Regions from separate parts of the Zea mays genome. Here region 2 is linked to region 1. Evidence: chromatin contacts called from public Hi-C data. All regions are on one chromosome and are shown on one strand. Each heading gives the region's core, a stretch centred on a gene start, on an enhancer-like site or on the middle of the called end of the contact. The rest is flanking DNA. Distances are from core to core; before and after follow the strand shown.

Region 1 (7,928 bases), core at 2,285-4,784:
CCATACTGGAACAGCTTAAAGTGCTAGAGGATAAGCTTTTTGATCTCGATGATGACGATGAATCCGATAGCAGGAAGCATTTCCCAGAAGAAAACCACTTCAGCGGTGCCTCGAACGGTTTCTCTGACGACGATAGCTGCTCTAAACTCCGTGACAAAAGAAGAGTTGTAACCTACAGAGGAAAGGAACTCCTTCCGTTGTTCGACGATGCTACGACTGTGGAAGCTGGAAATGTCCCCAATGGTGACGAGGCACATCATCCAGCAGAGGCTACACTGGACCTCGCTAGAGAGCGACATAAGCTTGTGATCGCCAACGAAATCGATCAAGTGAATGAGAGGCTACAGGCCCTTGAGGCAGACAGGGAGTACATAAAACAGTGCGTGAGGGCCTTGAAAAGGGGAGGCGAAGGGTTCGATCTTCTCCAGGAGATATTGCAGCATCTTCGGGACCTAAGAAGGATCGAGCAGCGCGGAAGGAACTCTGGGGAGCTTTCGCCTCATTACCTACATCTTTACACGGACTGAAGGTAAGGTGCTACAACTAGTATTGATATTTTGCTGGGTTTTTTTTTTAATTTTATTTTCGACATGGATGGTGACAGAATGATTGTTCTCTACTAAGAAAAATGGTTCATTTTACTTGTTGGGTTCCAGATCAGCTGCAAAGTCTCGTGCCCAATATTGCTTGAAGATGGAAACCATAGGACAATGATAAGGGGAAAAAAGGATTGTCGACTAATAACTAGCATTGTCATTGGAGAGGTTTCGTTGTTGGTTCCCGGAGAGGAGAAAGGAGCTCCTCCTGGAACAGTCACAGTCTGTTCGGAAACGCCATCCGGAAGGCAGATCGCGGAGCAAGTCTGTCTGCATTCCAAGGTCCAGGGTTAGTGAGCTGCCCGGGTCCATGGGGGTGTGCTTGTGGGTTGTGGCGGCAATCATGGCCCTGTGCAAGCTTTTAAAAGAATTCATTTATCCTGAAAACATGCCGATGCCAGCTTTGCTGCCGGATACGGATAGAGTGGGCTTCACTAGTTTTTTTATATATTTCTTTTTTCCCTCCTAAATTCTTTTCCTGTAAATCCTCTAGCTGTATGTAATGTGCTTTGGGCTTCTGGAATGATGGAGGGTGTTGGGTGTGTGCATAGCAATAGCATGACTATTGTTCGATAAGAGCGTGGTCTTTGCCTTTTGTTCTTTTTCGCTCATTTTATTCCGGATATGCAATCTTTCGGTGCGAGTGCTGCTTTATATATATAGTTATTGAACTCTGGAAGCAACCGGCGTCATGCACCATGTACGATTGGTTTAGCTGTCAAGGGTCATGAGAGATGACCAGTCGATCGCCGGTACATGGATCACCAAACAGTCTGTTGGGTGGGTAGGTCCGGGTGGGGTGGACCTGCCTGCCTCTACCATGTTCTAGTGCTGCTCACCGATGCATGAGCATGACGAGCTCGCTGGTCCTGTGCAATGTCTTCTCTGTTGTTCCGGCACTGGTACTTGTACTACTAGCTTGTACGCTGTCAGCAACAGCTTGTCTGTTGAAGCAGAGCTCCGGTCGACCTCCTGGCCTTGTTGAGACTTGAGAAGCTCGGCTAGTGCAGGCAGCAGACAGCGTGGACTGTGGAGTAGACCAGTCAGTAGCCTTAGGCCTTGTTTGGATAAAGATGGATTGAAGTGTATTTTAGGTATTGAAAGAGAAATTAGTTCATATTACACTTCAATACATTTTATACCATCTCAATCCACTCCAATCCAAAATTACTCAAACAAGCTCTTATCGGTCTGGACAGGGGGGCGAGGTGAGGGAGAAGGCCGCGAGATGCATCTCAATTCGCAAATCTCATCCAGTGAAACCGAAGGAGCAAGGACGACGATTGTTTTACCTCTAAGCATGGACCGGGCAGAAGAAGGCTCTGGCTGTTTGTTTCGAATTAAAGTTGGTTTTAAACTACTGCAGTTGTAATAAAAAAAAGATAAAAACACTATATAAGTAGTACAGGGCGACACGGATTAAAGCGTCATGATGCGAGATGTGACAGGGGGGCAATCGACGGCTCGCGCACGGCTCGGCTGGCCGGCTGCATCAACCTCGGTTGCCTCCTGCTCCTCCGGCGGTAGTGTTGACGTGTTGTTGTCTCTAGCAGCTTCTGCAGCCAAATGCCGCTGCTAGTACAGTAGAATAGTGAGGACATTAGTGAAATCATTATTTTTTATAGCCCCCAATGCAAAGAGGAGTTATCCGGGGCCCAATTGTTTGGGTGTATGTAGGTCGATCTAGCTTGTGTTGACATAATGCAAGAAATAACTGTTCGGGTTTCTGTATATCGATTTGGGCCAAACTCGGCCTCAACATGCATGATTCCTTCACCAGCCTGGTTCTACAGAAAACGGGATTGAAGAAGTTCATTTCTCGTGGGCTTTCTTTCGCGATGCAGCTTGGGTGCTTTGGGCCTATTGTTACCGGATAGGATCAAAAGAAAGTTCGTGCAATCAATCAACAGCTCAACGTAGTTTGCTCTCAGACCAATATTAGAGGGGCTTCGACTCTATCTTCTCCCGCGGGAAAAAAAATCAGAATCATACTAAACGCTTAAAATAGCTTCTACCGAAAAGCACATAAAAAGACCGAGCTATTTTATACTAGGTAGGAAAAGCTACAAATCCTAACTTTACCGACTCTGGCTATGCTTCCTTTTAATTTTGCAAAAAGCCATAAAGAATAAGAGTTTCTTTTGCCATACAATTTGTGAATTGGTTTGACTCCAACAACAACAAAAAACTGCATTTTTTAAAAAAAGGCTAGAGCTAAAACGGTTTTTAGCAATCTAGAGCTCTATCAAACATGCTCTATGGAGTGTTTGTGATGGCTCCGAGTTCTATGAGTTGTAGTTTATAATATCAATTTAAATAGTTTTTAAAATATTTTTAATCTAAATAATAAACGAAATAATTTATCTAAATATTTTCTAAAAGCTTACAACTCTCGCTTTATGATTTTCTGAAGTATCTAATGACCTAGTCCACTAAATCTATAAAATTTATAAGCTGGAGCTATCTCAAACATGACCTAAATAACCAATAAATAAATAAATCTCGCATCAACCAGAGAAGAGAACCAAACAACAAAGATCGAAACAGCCAGTTGCCACATTATAAACCGTCACTTTTTATATCATAAACTCTATAAACCTTTTTTTATCTTTCTACGTACGTAATATCCATCAGGGACGGAGGCAGCGGTGGGACGAACGGGGCTCAAGCCCCTCCTACCGCTACTGAGTCTATGGAGCTCCACTTGACCTTCTCATAAGATTTTTAGCGTATATATACAACGTAGAAGAGCTTCTATACTATAGTGGTTTAGTTCAGCACCTTCTAATTTTTTTCTGACTTCGTCCTTAATCTCCATGACACTTGGATTTTCTTCACGTCTAAATTCTTTTTATAGCTAGATTCTCTTTTTGAAAGAAAAAAAATCTGAGCCCTACGGCTTAACACGACTTAACCGTAGGTGAATAGCTACGGACCTACGGTTGACCTGTTCCCTAAACCGTCATCCGCCCCACACTCAGCAAACCTTTCTCCCCACTTGCCGCATCGGCGCCGCCGGGATGAAGCGCTCCGCCGACGCGATGACTGAGCCGGTGAAGCCTGTGTTCCTCACCAAGGCGGAGCGGGAGCGCCTCGCGCTTGAGCGCCGCCAGGCCGCCGTCTCCGACCAGCGCCGCACCGCGCTCGACCTCATCCAGTCCCTGCCCCGGCCCCCTCCGCCGCCGACTTCCGGTGGTCCTCCCCCGTCCGGCTCCAACCCCGCACGTCGCGACTCCTCCAACTCCAACCGCGACTCCGACCGGGACAGGGACCGGGACCAAGACCGGGAACGCCGCCGCGACGACGACTCCCGCCGCGACCGATATCGGGATCGAGATCGAGATAGGGACCGCGACCGAGATGACTCCTCCCGCCGCGACAGGGACCGCGACCGGCGCGACCGTGATAGGGACCGGGACCGGGACCGCGACAGGGATCGCGGGGACCGGGAGAGGGACCGGCTGGAGAAGATTGCGGAGCGGGAGCGTGAGAAGGAGCTCGACGCGATCAAGGAGCAGTACCTCGGGTCCAAGAAGCCCAAGAAGCGGGTTATCAAGCCCTCTGAGAAGTTCCGCTTCTCCTTCGACTGGGAAAACACCGAGGACACCAGCCGGGACATGAATGCACTCTACCAGTCGCCGCACGAGGCCCGGCTGCTCTTTGGCCGGGGCTTCCTTGCCGGCATTGACCGACGTGAGCAGAAGAAGGCGGCAGCTGTGCACGAGAAGGAGACCCGTGCAGAGCTGCGGCGCAAGGCTGGTGTGGAGGACCGTCCGGAGGATGATGCGGTAGATAAGAAGAAGGCTGCTGCTGCTGAAATTTATGATGCTTTCGATATGCGTGTGGACAGGCACTGGTCCGAAAAGACACTCGAGGAGATGACTGAGCGGGATTGGCGAATTTTCCGTGAGGATTTCAATATCTCCTATAAGGGTTCTCGCATACCCCGACCGATGCGAAAGTGGAGTGAAAGCAAGCTTGGCACCGAGTTGCTTCGTGCTATTGACAAGGCTGGATATGAAAAACCGTCACCAATCCAGATGGCTGCCATTCCGCTAGGTCTACAGCAGCGTGATGTTATTGGTATTGCTGAGACAGGTTCTGGAAAGACTGCAGCTTTTGTACTCCCCATGTTGTCTTACATTACCCGATTGCCACCCATAAGCGAGGAGAATGAGGCCGAGGGTCCCTATGCCGTTGTTATGGCACCTACTCGTGAGCTTGCTCAACAGATTGAGGAGGAGACTGTGAAATTTGCAACCTATCTAGGCCTTAAAGTTGTCTCAATTGTTGGTGGCCAGTCAATTGAGGAGCAGGGTTTCAAGATTAGGCAGGGCTGTGAGATTGTAATTGCCACACCTGGTCGGCTTCTTGATTGCTTGGAAAGGAGGTATGCTGTTCTCAACCAGTGCAACTATGTTGTGCTCGATGAGGCTGATAGGATGATTGATATGGGCTTTGAGCCACAAGTTGTTGGTGTCCTTGACGCGATGCCATCGAGTAACTTGAAACCTGAAAATGAGGATGAGGAACTTGATGAGAAAAGGATTTACAGAACTACTTATATGTTCAGTGCCACCATGCCTCCTGCTGTGGAACGTCTTGCTAGGAAGTATCTCCGAAACCCAGTTGTTGTGACAATTGGTACGGCTGGCAAGGCCACTGATCTGATCACCCAGAATGTGATCATGGTGAAGGAGTCTGAGAAGATGCCACGGCTCCAGAAGATACTCACGGATCTTGGAGACAAGACTGCCATTGTGTTCTGCAATACTAAGAAGACAGCGGACATGCGCGCCAAGGATCTGGACAAGGCAGGCTTCCGCGTCACAACCCTACATGGTGGGAAGTCACAAGACCAGAGAGAGATTAGCCTTGATGGATTTAGAAACCGTCGGTTCAATGTTCTTGTGGCTACTGATGTTGCAGGACGTGGTATTGATATTCCTGATGTTGCACACGTGATTAACTATGAGATGCCTAGTTCAATCGACACATACACACATCGCATTGGAAGGACAGGTCGTGCTGGAAAGAAGGGAGTAGCAAGTTCATTTTTAACTTACGAGAACACTGATATTTTCTTTGATCTGAAACAGATGCTTATGCAGAGCAACAGTCCCGTACCACCTGAACTTGCAAGGCATGAGGCATCAAAATTTAAGCCAGGCTCAATTCCTGATAGACCTCCAAGGCGAAATGATACAGTCTTTGCAAATCATTGAAGTAATCTACCTTAGAAGAGACTGAAGATCTTTGAACTATTATGAGCTCAACTTCTACCAGATGGAGGGACCTAGTTTAGTATTTATGAGGTACAAAACTTTGACGGTTAGAAATATGTACTTATGAGGTCCAAAAACTATGATGATTAGATTTGGTTCTATTTTTCTGTTCGGAAACTGGCTTTATTGTCGTAACTTTAGTATGTTTCGGTGGTGATTTAGCAGTGGACATGTGTATCATATCAAAATTTTTGTGCTATTCTTCAAGATTTGACATGGCTGGTTTCTAGTATCTTGAATATGTTCTATGAATGCTGTTTTATATTTGGTAGCATATTGCTCTGGAGTCATTAGTATCTCGTATATGTTCTATAAATGCTGTTTTATATTTGGTAGCATATTGCTCCGGAGTCATTCTTTTTATCATTTTTTTGCAGAGGGCATATATTGTATCAGATCTTCATTATGGAGATTGATCAATTGTGGTTCACATTTCATTTATCTGAAGAGGTGCTGTTAATTTCTTATCATTGCCTTTTGTGTTCCCGTTATGTGGTTTAATGTTTGATTTTATAGTTTCATCTTGCTTGTGTTCAGAATAATATGGTTTAATGGTTAAGCAATATGCATTAAACTTCTGAGCTTATGTAGTGTCAATGTTGTTGGTGCTTAAGGAGTAGTGTCGAAGTTGGTGCTAAAGGCAGTCGAATCACTAGTTGCTGGTCATTCTGGGTAGAACCGTGTAGCAAAAAGATGCATTTTCATCATCAGATCTCAAAATGAGACATCTGCGATTTGTCCAGTGAGTAATTGACCATCAATGTGTGTGATCTGTTCTAGGGAACTGAACAGATGTTCATGCAGAATAACCTAATATGATATTTGTAGATAGTGTAGCACATATTCTGCTTAAGATTCAGTAGTTAAACTGTTTATCATGCTTTTATATTAGATGCTCTGTGTGTTGGTCATATGCTTGTACTACAGTGTAATATCTTATCTGTGGTGTTGCATTGGAGCTCACGGTCCTAGAACTGTTAGGCACAAGAATTTATGTTAGGGAATGCATTTTGATAGTCGAGACACCTCACACCTGCCGTCCAAATCTCAGCAAAGGATGGCATACTTTTTTATGACAGATATACGCCTTCTCATATTGCAGTGGTAATTTACTCGTCAACCATGCAGTTAATGTGTTCTATAATTCTAGTATTAAATAATTTTACTTATTGCACTGATATGTTCCCTGGGATTTTTTTTTTCTATTTGCAGTTTGATTATGAGATCACGCTGAAGTAGTGAAGTGAAGTATGTTAAACTGTACTTGTGGGTGTTGATTTTTGTCAATTGTTGAAACCTTAGAGAGAAATCTATACGTCTAGAGAACTGTACTTGTGGGTGTTGATTCTTGTATGGTGTTGTGAATCTGTTTTCTATCTGAACTGTTGCATTGCTTACTACTAGCTTGATTTGAAAATGGGTTGTAATTACCGCTGTTTTCTTTGGAATTTACTCCTAATAGATAAAATTTATCAAGTACCTTATCTATATCGGATAGATTCTTCGGCAACGATTGGTATATATTTTGATTTCAAACAGTAAAGTCAAGCAATAGTAAGATGGGTACTGTTTGTACGAGGAATCTGGAATTGACTGTCATTTTAACCGGCTGTTTGTTCATGGTATCAATCTTTTCGCTGTGTGATCTGGATACCCTTTACCTATTCCGCTTTTTCCTTCCCTACTCCGTTTGTCATGGTTAATTGATCAGGTTTAGGCCTGTTTTGATCCTTGTGGTAAACATTTTGTCGGCTAATTTTAGCACCTTAACCTCTAAACAGGTCGACTAACAAATTGACTAATTGTTTTAGCACCTTAACCTCTAAACAGGTCGACTAACAAATTGACTAATTGTTAACTGGAGCGCTGACAAACTGTTTACCCATTAGCTATTTAACCTTGCTAATAGATCATATAGAGGGAAAAATGACTAATTTTTGCTAGCTAATTATTTGTTAGCTAATTATTAGCCATTAACAAACAATAAGCTAGGAGGATCCAAACAGGGTCTTACGGCAACTTCAACAGGCTGGGTAAACAGCCTGTC
Region 2 (7,928 bases), core at 3,068-5,567, 150 kb after region 1:
GGGCACGGTAAGTATGGGCACGGTGCTGTCACATTCAGCTAGAAAGAATTTACACCTTGTTTTATTTTATATGGCGGGCTCAATCATTTTTTTTTTCAATATCGTGCCCCACTGCCCCCAACCCCCTTATGTTGCATATTCTAATTTGTCCAGTAAATAGGAAATAGCGGGGGAAACACTCTGTTTCACTAAATACTAGAAAATTATATTCACCTTCTGTTGTTGTAGTATTGTACTAGCAGTATGTTGTTATACCTCTGTGGCACTACCCAAAGATGATAAACTACAACCTGTAAAGAGATTCCACTTTTAAGTGATTCCCAAAGTTTCTTCTGGTGGTAATAATCTTAAAAGTACCAAAATCCGTTCCATTGAATCCAATTATGTTATGTGTATTCTAAATGCACCACTATAGACTTATCTTTGTTATATATGTCTGTAGTTTGTGTAATCTAGCTCTAGCTGTCTTAAATATTTACGAGCTTCAATTTGTTATAACTCCCATCATTTTTGGATAAATCTCCCCTGTTTGGTTGCTTCCGCCTTACAGTGTCTATTATCTTCAATGTTCTGAATCTGAATGTATCATGTAAGCCATTACAGAAAAAAATGATCTTCAGCATGGCCTGAAGTCCTGAACAACAGACCTTACCTTCGCCATCTTTCCTGATATGCAGCATTACATGAACTTGATCCCGTATTCAAAAAGTTTTCTTTCTCGGAGAGTGTTGCAAGCTTGTTCTCCTCGTTAGGCTACAAGAGGCCCGCAGTCATTCAATCCATGTACATCTTTAAGGTAGATCGTTTATACTCTACGTTTTGCTGACGTTGTATGTTGTTTCTTAGTTTCTTATTGTTTTTCCTTTTTGATAGCAACCAGGTATTGGTGGTGAGGTGGTGCCGCACCAGGATAATACATTCCTTTACACGGAACCTTGAACATGCACAGGGTTGTGGCTTGCACTTGAAGATGCAACAATCAACAATGGTTGCCTGTGGGCCATTCCAGGCTCACATAAAAGTATTCCTTTCACACAAATAATTTATGCCAATGAACGTCTTTAAAGGCAGGACTGTCTAAGTTTTCTTTTAACTTTTGTGTTTTGTATTAGAGGGTTTGGTGAGGCGTATGATCAGAGATGAAAATGGTACACATTTTGATTGCCCCTCCCCAGCCTATGACCAGAAAGAATTTGTGCCACTGGAAGTAAAATCTGGTGCTTTGGTGGTTATACATGGAGATCTTATACATCAGAGGTGGAATTCTCCTTTATATTACTGATAATCCTTCCTGCTTGTGTACTGTTTCAAGTTAATAGTGCTATGGCTTTTTGTGTACAGTTTTGAGAATCTTTCTCCTGCGTCAAGGTATGCATTCAGCTTACATGTAATTGATACTGAAGGATGTGAATGGTCCAAAGACAACTGGTTAGTTCATAGTGGCACTATTGAAGGATTCTTCTTTTACTGTTCTGTTTTGGTTTTCCATTACGTCTATAAGGTCTTGGCATAATTGATTATCTGCGTTATTTGAGTTTAAAAATCCTTCTAAATTCTGTCCTCAATATTGAATCGGGTGTGGCTAGCACTGTTTTCCTTCTGAAGTCAAGCTTGTGACAACTGAATAATTATCTCATTGGTATGTTCGTGTGGTAGTTTGCACTTTTCACTAAACCAAAACATGTTAGTGCTTGGTAACCACATTGACAAACAATATAACACATTTTGTGCATCAATTTCCCATTTGATTATTAGGTTTATTCTGTATCTTATTAAGGTGGCGACCTACACACTTACAATAATATGATGTTTCAGTTGACAATGTTGCTGTTTGGTCAGTTGATAATATCTGTAACGTGTAAAGTAGGAGGATAAGGTTAATGTTTCAGAAGTATAGATACACTCACCTTTGGTTATGAAACGAGGCGACTAGTTTCTACGCATTGCTGAACATGTACGCCTCATGCACACGCTAATGATGCACATAAGGGGGCTAAAAATTACAAAAAATAGTGTTATGACTAAAAATTCTACTATATATGCACCCCTTATAGCATAAGTTTATGCACCCACGAGGCAATTGCACCTACGTCCAGTCTGCTTGAGCTTCACCACTGATGCACATTTAGTGTTGACATTAGTTTTTATATTCCCTTCGTTTTTCTGACAATTTCTTTTGTTTTATCAGGATACAGAGGAAAACGGCCCCTGAACCGCTGTATGTGTCTTAGCAAAACCAGATAATCAGTAGTGCAGTAAAACAACAGAGATTCCCAGCAAGTGATTTGTGGATCGCTTCCTTACACAATAAAATGGGGAGTCAAGCTGAGCCATGCTGTTTCTGTTTCGCCCGTAAACACGTAAGTTGTAGGTGCTATTTGGTTCACATTGTAACGTGATGGGTAATTGATAACGTTAAATCATGTTTGTTTAGGTCCAACCATAATCAGATCCCACACTAAAAACTGATACCAACATATTCAAACTTATTGCCGATGTCACTTGAGTGTCAATCATTACCATTTACGTTGTATTCTGTGAACCAAACGGCACCGTAGATACTCTTGCCACTGTAGTGCCCTCATTTGCATTTTATGTTTTTTCTTCGCATCCAATAAATCTCCAGTTATTACTATTGTGCCGCATTTGTTGGTGCTAAATGAAGGGAGCAACACAAGCTCACTCCTCCCCATTTGATCAGGGAATGCTGCCCTGCTCTTCGGCGCAGGCGTGCAGCTGCTCTGTTCTGTTCTTAGGCGTTCACCTTTTGCAGTTTTGGTCATTCCTGACTGCTGTCTGCTGAGCTTATGAGGGTATGACGGACACAACGAGCTACTAGTTCAATATTTGTATGCATGAAGCATCCGAAGGACGTACTTGGCAGCAATGAGTGTCGAGGCCAAACGTTTCAGTGGGTGCGCCGCGGCTGCCCTCTCAGTCCCAGAAACAGACAAGTACAAGATCCTTAATCGAAGTACACGCTCTGTATTATTCATCATTTGCAACAGCGTAAGCTACAGTTGTGTGGACTGTAGTGTGTCGAATACGGATTCTCCAAGAAACCAAAACCAGCAAGAGGAAACTTTCTTTATACTTGTACGGTAATACAGTGTGATAGGGACACGAGTTGCTTAAAACCAAAGAAGCTTTCTTTAAGGAGTGATCTCCATATATCTTGTCGTCGGTTTAGGCCGCCGGGCTGAGGGACTGGGAGCTAGCCAGCTAGTAGGCACACAACGACACGAGCTGCCATGTGAGCCGACGCCGCCCGGGCCCCCGTCCAGGACGCCGCCACCCTGCCCAAGCACGAAAAAGATGTGTGCCACCCACCAACCGCAGGGCGCAGGCTGCTGTGCTACACATGTCCCTGCGCGCCCACCACGCCCGGCGCCCCGGCGCGTGCGGCTAGGGCTTGTGCAGCACCCTGCCGGCGACGACGGCGGCCTCTATGACGAGCGAGATCACGTCGATGACCTGGTCGATCATGCACCTGTTCCCCTCGAACGTGGACGTGCCCTCCCGCAGCTTGGCCAGGCAGTCCAGCAGCGCCTCGTTGCAGGCCGTGCTCAGGTAGTCCACTGCACATGGTAGTACACAACACGCGCGCAGCAGCCGTCGTCAGCCCACGTCCGTGCGTGCTGTCGAACTGAAGATTCACTACTGGAGCTATAGGAACTGAAGATTCACTACTGGAGCTATAGGAACTGAAGACGACGACTGGAGCAACGCAGACGTACTCTTTGCCTGGACGCAGTTGTCGTGGTGCATGCAGCAGGCGTCCAGCGCGTCGCACGGCGGCTCGCCGGGGCAGCCGCTGTACATGATGCCGCAGTACTTGCCGTACCGCAGGAACGGCGGCGCTGTCGCAAAGAATTAACGCCGGTGAGAGCGGCAGAAGATCATGGAAGAGGCGGGTTAACTGTACGTACTCGTGCAGTGGTCCGACTCGCACGTGCGGCTGCACGCCTGCTGCTTGCTCTGCGCGCGAACCAAAGAGCGCAATTAGCGTACAGGGGAGTGGAGTGGAGCTAGATTAGTGGGCAACGACGTGCTGCATATGCATATGTGTGTGTGTGTGCGTGTGGATGAGCGTGGTGAAAGGCTGAAAGCTATTCCAACCATAATTTAGTCTGCGTACGTACGTACCGCGTCGTCGCCGGCGGACTGGACGCCGACATTGAGCGCGGCGGCGGGCGGCGAGAAGAGGGACGCGCAGACAAGGGTGCCGGCGACCACCGTGAGCCGCCAGGAACTGCCCCGCTCCATCGTCCTCACGGGAGCTCTAGAACGAAGTCTCTCTCTCCCACCGCGCGCTGGCACGCACTAGCTCTCTCTGGTCTGGTCTGGTCTGGTCTGTCGTGACGGCACGGCACGGCCTGCCGTCCCTGGAGAGGCGAGATTATCTAGGGGCGGCGAACTGGTCTCACTCAACTGCAGTTGCGGTGCGGGCTTGCGGCAGTGGCTGGCCAGGCCAGGAGGTGGACAGAAATGCGGGAGGTGAGTGAAGATGGGGCAGGGCGGGCGCGCGTTTGGTCGTATTCATCCCGTGAGCGGACGGGGCCTTGTTGGCTGTGCAGCTCACGGGCGTGCCAGACTGCCAGTTGCCAGCACACAAGAGACACCGCGCCCCCCTGCTGTTGCTGTGCATGCACCAACAGCTTACAGCTGAGCCAGCGCAGCGTGCACTGAGCCAGTGCGACGGGATGGGCCGGGCCGCCGATGCCCTCTTTGTCTTTTGTTGCGTTCAACGGGCTCCGAGTTTATTCTAGGGTTTTGGTTTCTCAGCGTTCATGCTCTCTGGATCTGCCATTGCTGTCACGCCGCGTGGCATGTGTGAGTGCCACTGCCACGTTATTTTTCTTTTCTTTTATTAGAGCATGTTGTAACTAGAACACAATAATACCTGTGTGATACCACACTTACATTACATCAGGGTTTATCAAACCGTTTTCCCGCTAAAAACCGCTAGTCATCGGGAACGGGAAACCGTCCGAAAAACGTCCAAAAACCGCTAACCTGAACGGCTCGTGATTTTAAATTTTGAAAAATGGTTTCTGATGTTTCTCGAGCGGTTTTCCATAGAAAAGGAACAGCTTTTCGTTGTTTCTCACCAAATCCCGGTACACATGTTTTTAAATAAAAAAACAAAATCCAGCGACAAATTGCTAAGAAGCCTTTTTTGACCAAATTTGTTGTTAAAAAAACAATAATGATTGACTTTTTAAAAAGGGAAATCTAAAATAATACTAAAATCTAGTCGTTTACAATGATTTTCCTGTTTTTTTTATTTTTTTTATCAAAATTTCAAAATTTTAAATGAAAATAAAAAAACACATACGGAAACTGGTCCCGGATCGAATCGGGAATGAGAAAAATTACCGGTTATCGTTAAATCCCAAGATTTTCAACTCTCAAATTTCCTGCCTAACTTTCCACATTTTGCCTAACTTTTATGCCTAAGGTTAGTTATTCGATTCGGACGACTAACCTTAGGCAAACTATGACACAGTTAGCCACGAACCAAACATGCTCTTAGGCCGACACTCTATCCACTTAGGGGTGGTAAAGTATCACGATCCAAATACCTTTTCAGAAATATAGGGTCTTAAATAAGTTTTAGTTAAAGAATGAATATAATAAGGTCTGGTCCTAATCTGATCTAATCCTTAAATCTTGTCATTCGACTCTCTCCGCATGTAATTCTCAGGCTACTTAGATTCTCTCCATAATCATATTGTTTTTATAACCAAATTCTCAGAAAAGCTCGTCAAAAAAAAATCAAAGACAGAACCGCTTCTCTTGTGGGCTGTTTGGATTATATTCAGGTCATGAACATGAGAACATCCATGTTCTTATTACTAAATGGAAGCACAATTTTAGTACCACCTAGTAGCCAAATCTTACGGGAGCGTAACTTAAAAACAACTGCTACAATACATAACTTCAGTATTACCTCGTCGCTACAACTCAAGCAACACTTACAAACGACGCGAGATTGAGAGGTAAACTCTGCAGGAGGTCCATAATGGGACGAGCGAACTATTTTTCTTTCTCGTCTGGAAGAATGTCCCTCACATTAGCCTTCTTGTATTTTTCACACTATCATAGCGAATAAAGCTTTACACTCACAATACGCATCACACATGTACTATAGTTTAATGCGTTGTTTGAGGCACATTTTTGAAACTAGCTTAACAAACCGAGTCAATGTCAAATGTTATTTAAAATAAACTTTTTTGATTTAAAGATATAAGAATTTAAACAGTTTTAAATGTGCGTCATCAAACTGCCACGTGACGTCTTCTCACGCCGCCTCGCCTTTCTCTTCCAGCTCTCGCCGTCTATCGTCGTCCTCTTCTGCGCCCGTACGCCCGCCTCGAAAGTCAAAACCCCAGGTGGCGTGCTAAAACCCTTGCCCGCGCGGAGTACACGAGCCCGAGCCTCAGCCCGCTCTCCTCGTCCATGGCGTCCTCAGGGTCCGCCGCTAACCTCTGGGTACTGCTTGGCCTCGGCATCGCGGGCATCCTCCTGGCGGCGCGGCGACTGAGGCGCCCTGCGCGCCCCGACCACGGCGCCTTCATCGCCCGCCTCGAGCTCCTCCCGCCGCCCCAGCCTCCGCCGCCGCAGGCGCCCCACCCGCTCACCGGACTCTGCTTCGCCATCGCTGACGCGTAAGCTTTAGCGACCCCCGACACTCGTGTTTGATTGATTCTATGCTTTAGCTTCGGATTTAGATCGGTGGAAGGCCTTTTAGAGTCATGCTTAGTAATTCGATCGATTGGATAATGCTAGCGTGTTATATATATATCACGTATGATGTTGTGAGTGGTTGAATTTTTGGCTGGTATCACTGAGCTAGGGCGATACAAATTCGTTTGACATGGTGCATTTGATGCTCATCATGCCTAAGTTTTGCATGCTTTTGCTCTTATCGATTGCATCATAACACGATTCTGTGTTTTCTTTAGCTTGCTCTACGTTGTAAAAGTGGATATGCTCTGTCAATTGACAGTAAATTTCCTCACACTAGACAAATTCGTGCATGGCTTGCCTGAGCCAAAAAGGATCAACAAAGGAGTATGAATGACAGAGCTTGTTTTGCCTTGCAAATGTGGATATGCTAGAGTAAATTGCCTCGCATCAGACAGCTTTATGCATGACTCTCCTGATAGCAAAACGAAGGCCGCAAAGGAACACGAATTGAACAGAGGAAATGCTCCTCATCGTGTGTCGACGCATTGGTTACTTCTTCTGCATATGCCCATTTCCCCAATTAATTTAAAGACATGGTTTCCACCACCAAACCTCCACCACTCTGTTTTTTCAAGGCTCCCCTGCTTGTCATCCCTCATCCCTCACCAATTCCCATTTGTTTCTATCCACTTATGTGCTCTCCTCACACCTTATCTCTCCAAGCACCAACCAAGTGCTGTTCATGGTTTTTAAAGTGGTATGGCGAGATAAGGCGTTGAACCGCCGCCTGGATGCCTAGGCGACGCCTTTTAAACAGTGGTGCTGTTCACACAAGATCCTAGATACCAGAGACCAGATCCTGCAGGAACCAAACGGTAGCATCCATGTCCCCTATCAATGCCACCGCCACTCTGACAAGGAGAAGTTGGTTGCCATGGTTGCTGGCCACGTCGTGCTCGGCTGCTTCTGCTCCCTTGCAGGTCAAGATGAAGGTGAAGGTAGAGGAGCAGGTGGCGTACCTGAGCATCCTTTGAGGCAATTTTCATCGTCAAGAACAACGCCAACACAAGCCTTGGTGCCATGCACGACAGCAGCAGCCTGGCCAACAGAACCTCTATAGAAGGCAGAGTCGTTAAGTTCCCCAAAGATGGTCTTAAAAAACTTATTCTCAAAAAGGTCTTCAGTATCTTCTCTGTTAACTTTTATTCAAGGATGACTCTTCAATAGTATTTATG

What was found. Hi-C and Micro-C count contacts between places; a contact is called where the count stands out from the background.
Region 2: a contact with region 1 is called in a Hi-C map of leaf, with 6 times the contacts expected there. The contact joins the promoter of LOC100191566 here to the promoter of LOC100281521 in region 1. A contact is called at or near these places in 10 of 25 Hi-C or Micro-C datasets (bundle sheath, ear, endosperm and 4 more) and 2 of 3 datasets of contacts at active chromatin or transcription factors (leaf and seedling).

The regions. Positions count from the first base shown.
Region 1 is chr5:12,126,881-12,134,808 of Zm-B73-REFERENCE-NAM-5.0, forward strand. LOC100281521 reads left to right here and starts at 3,535. Exons shown (of 3, transcript NR_164199.1): 1 at 3,535-5,911; 2 at 6,259-6,331; 3 at 7,094-7,341. It overlaps LOC103625957 (myosin-binding protein 2), which reads left to right. Exons shown (of 4, transcript XM_008646357.4): 3 at 1-529; 4 at 657-1,196. The coding sequence ends at 527.
Region 2 is chr5:12,272,874-12,280,801 of Zm-B73-REFERENCE-NAM-5.0, forward strand. It overlaps LOC100191566 (Phospholipase A2-alpha), which reads right to left and starts at 4,318. Exons shown (of 4, transcript NM_001136996.1): 1 at 4,147-4,318; 2 at 3,930-3,978; 3 at 3,738-3,860; 4 at 3,071-3,578. The coding sequence starts at 4,266. The coding sequence ends at 3,406. LOC109939630 (outer envelope protein 64, chloroplastic) reads left to right here and starts at 6,272. Exons shown (of 9, transcript XM_035958869.1): 1 at 6,272-6,365; 2 at 6,549-6,671. The coding sequence starts at 6,272. It also overlaps the pseudogene LOC103643009.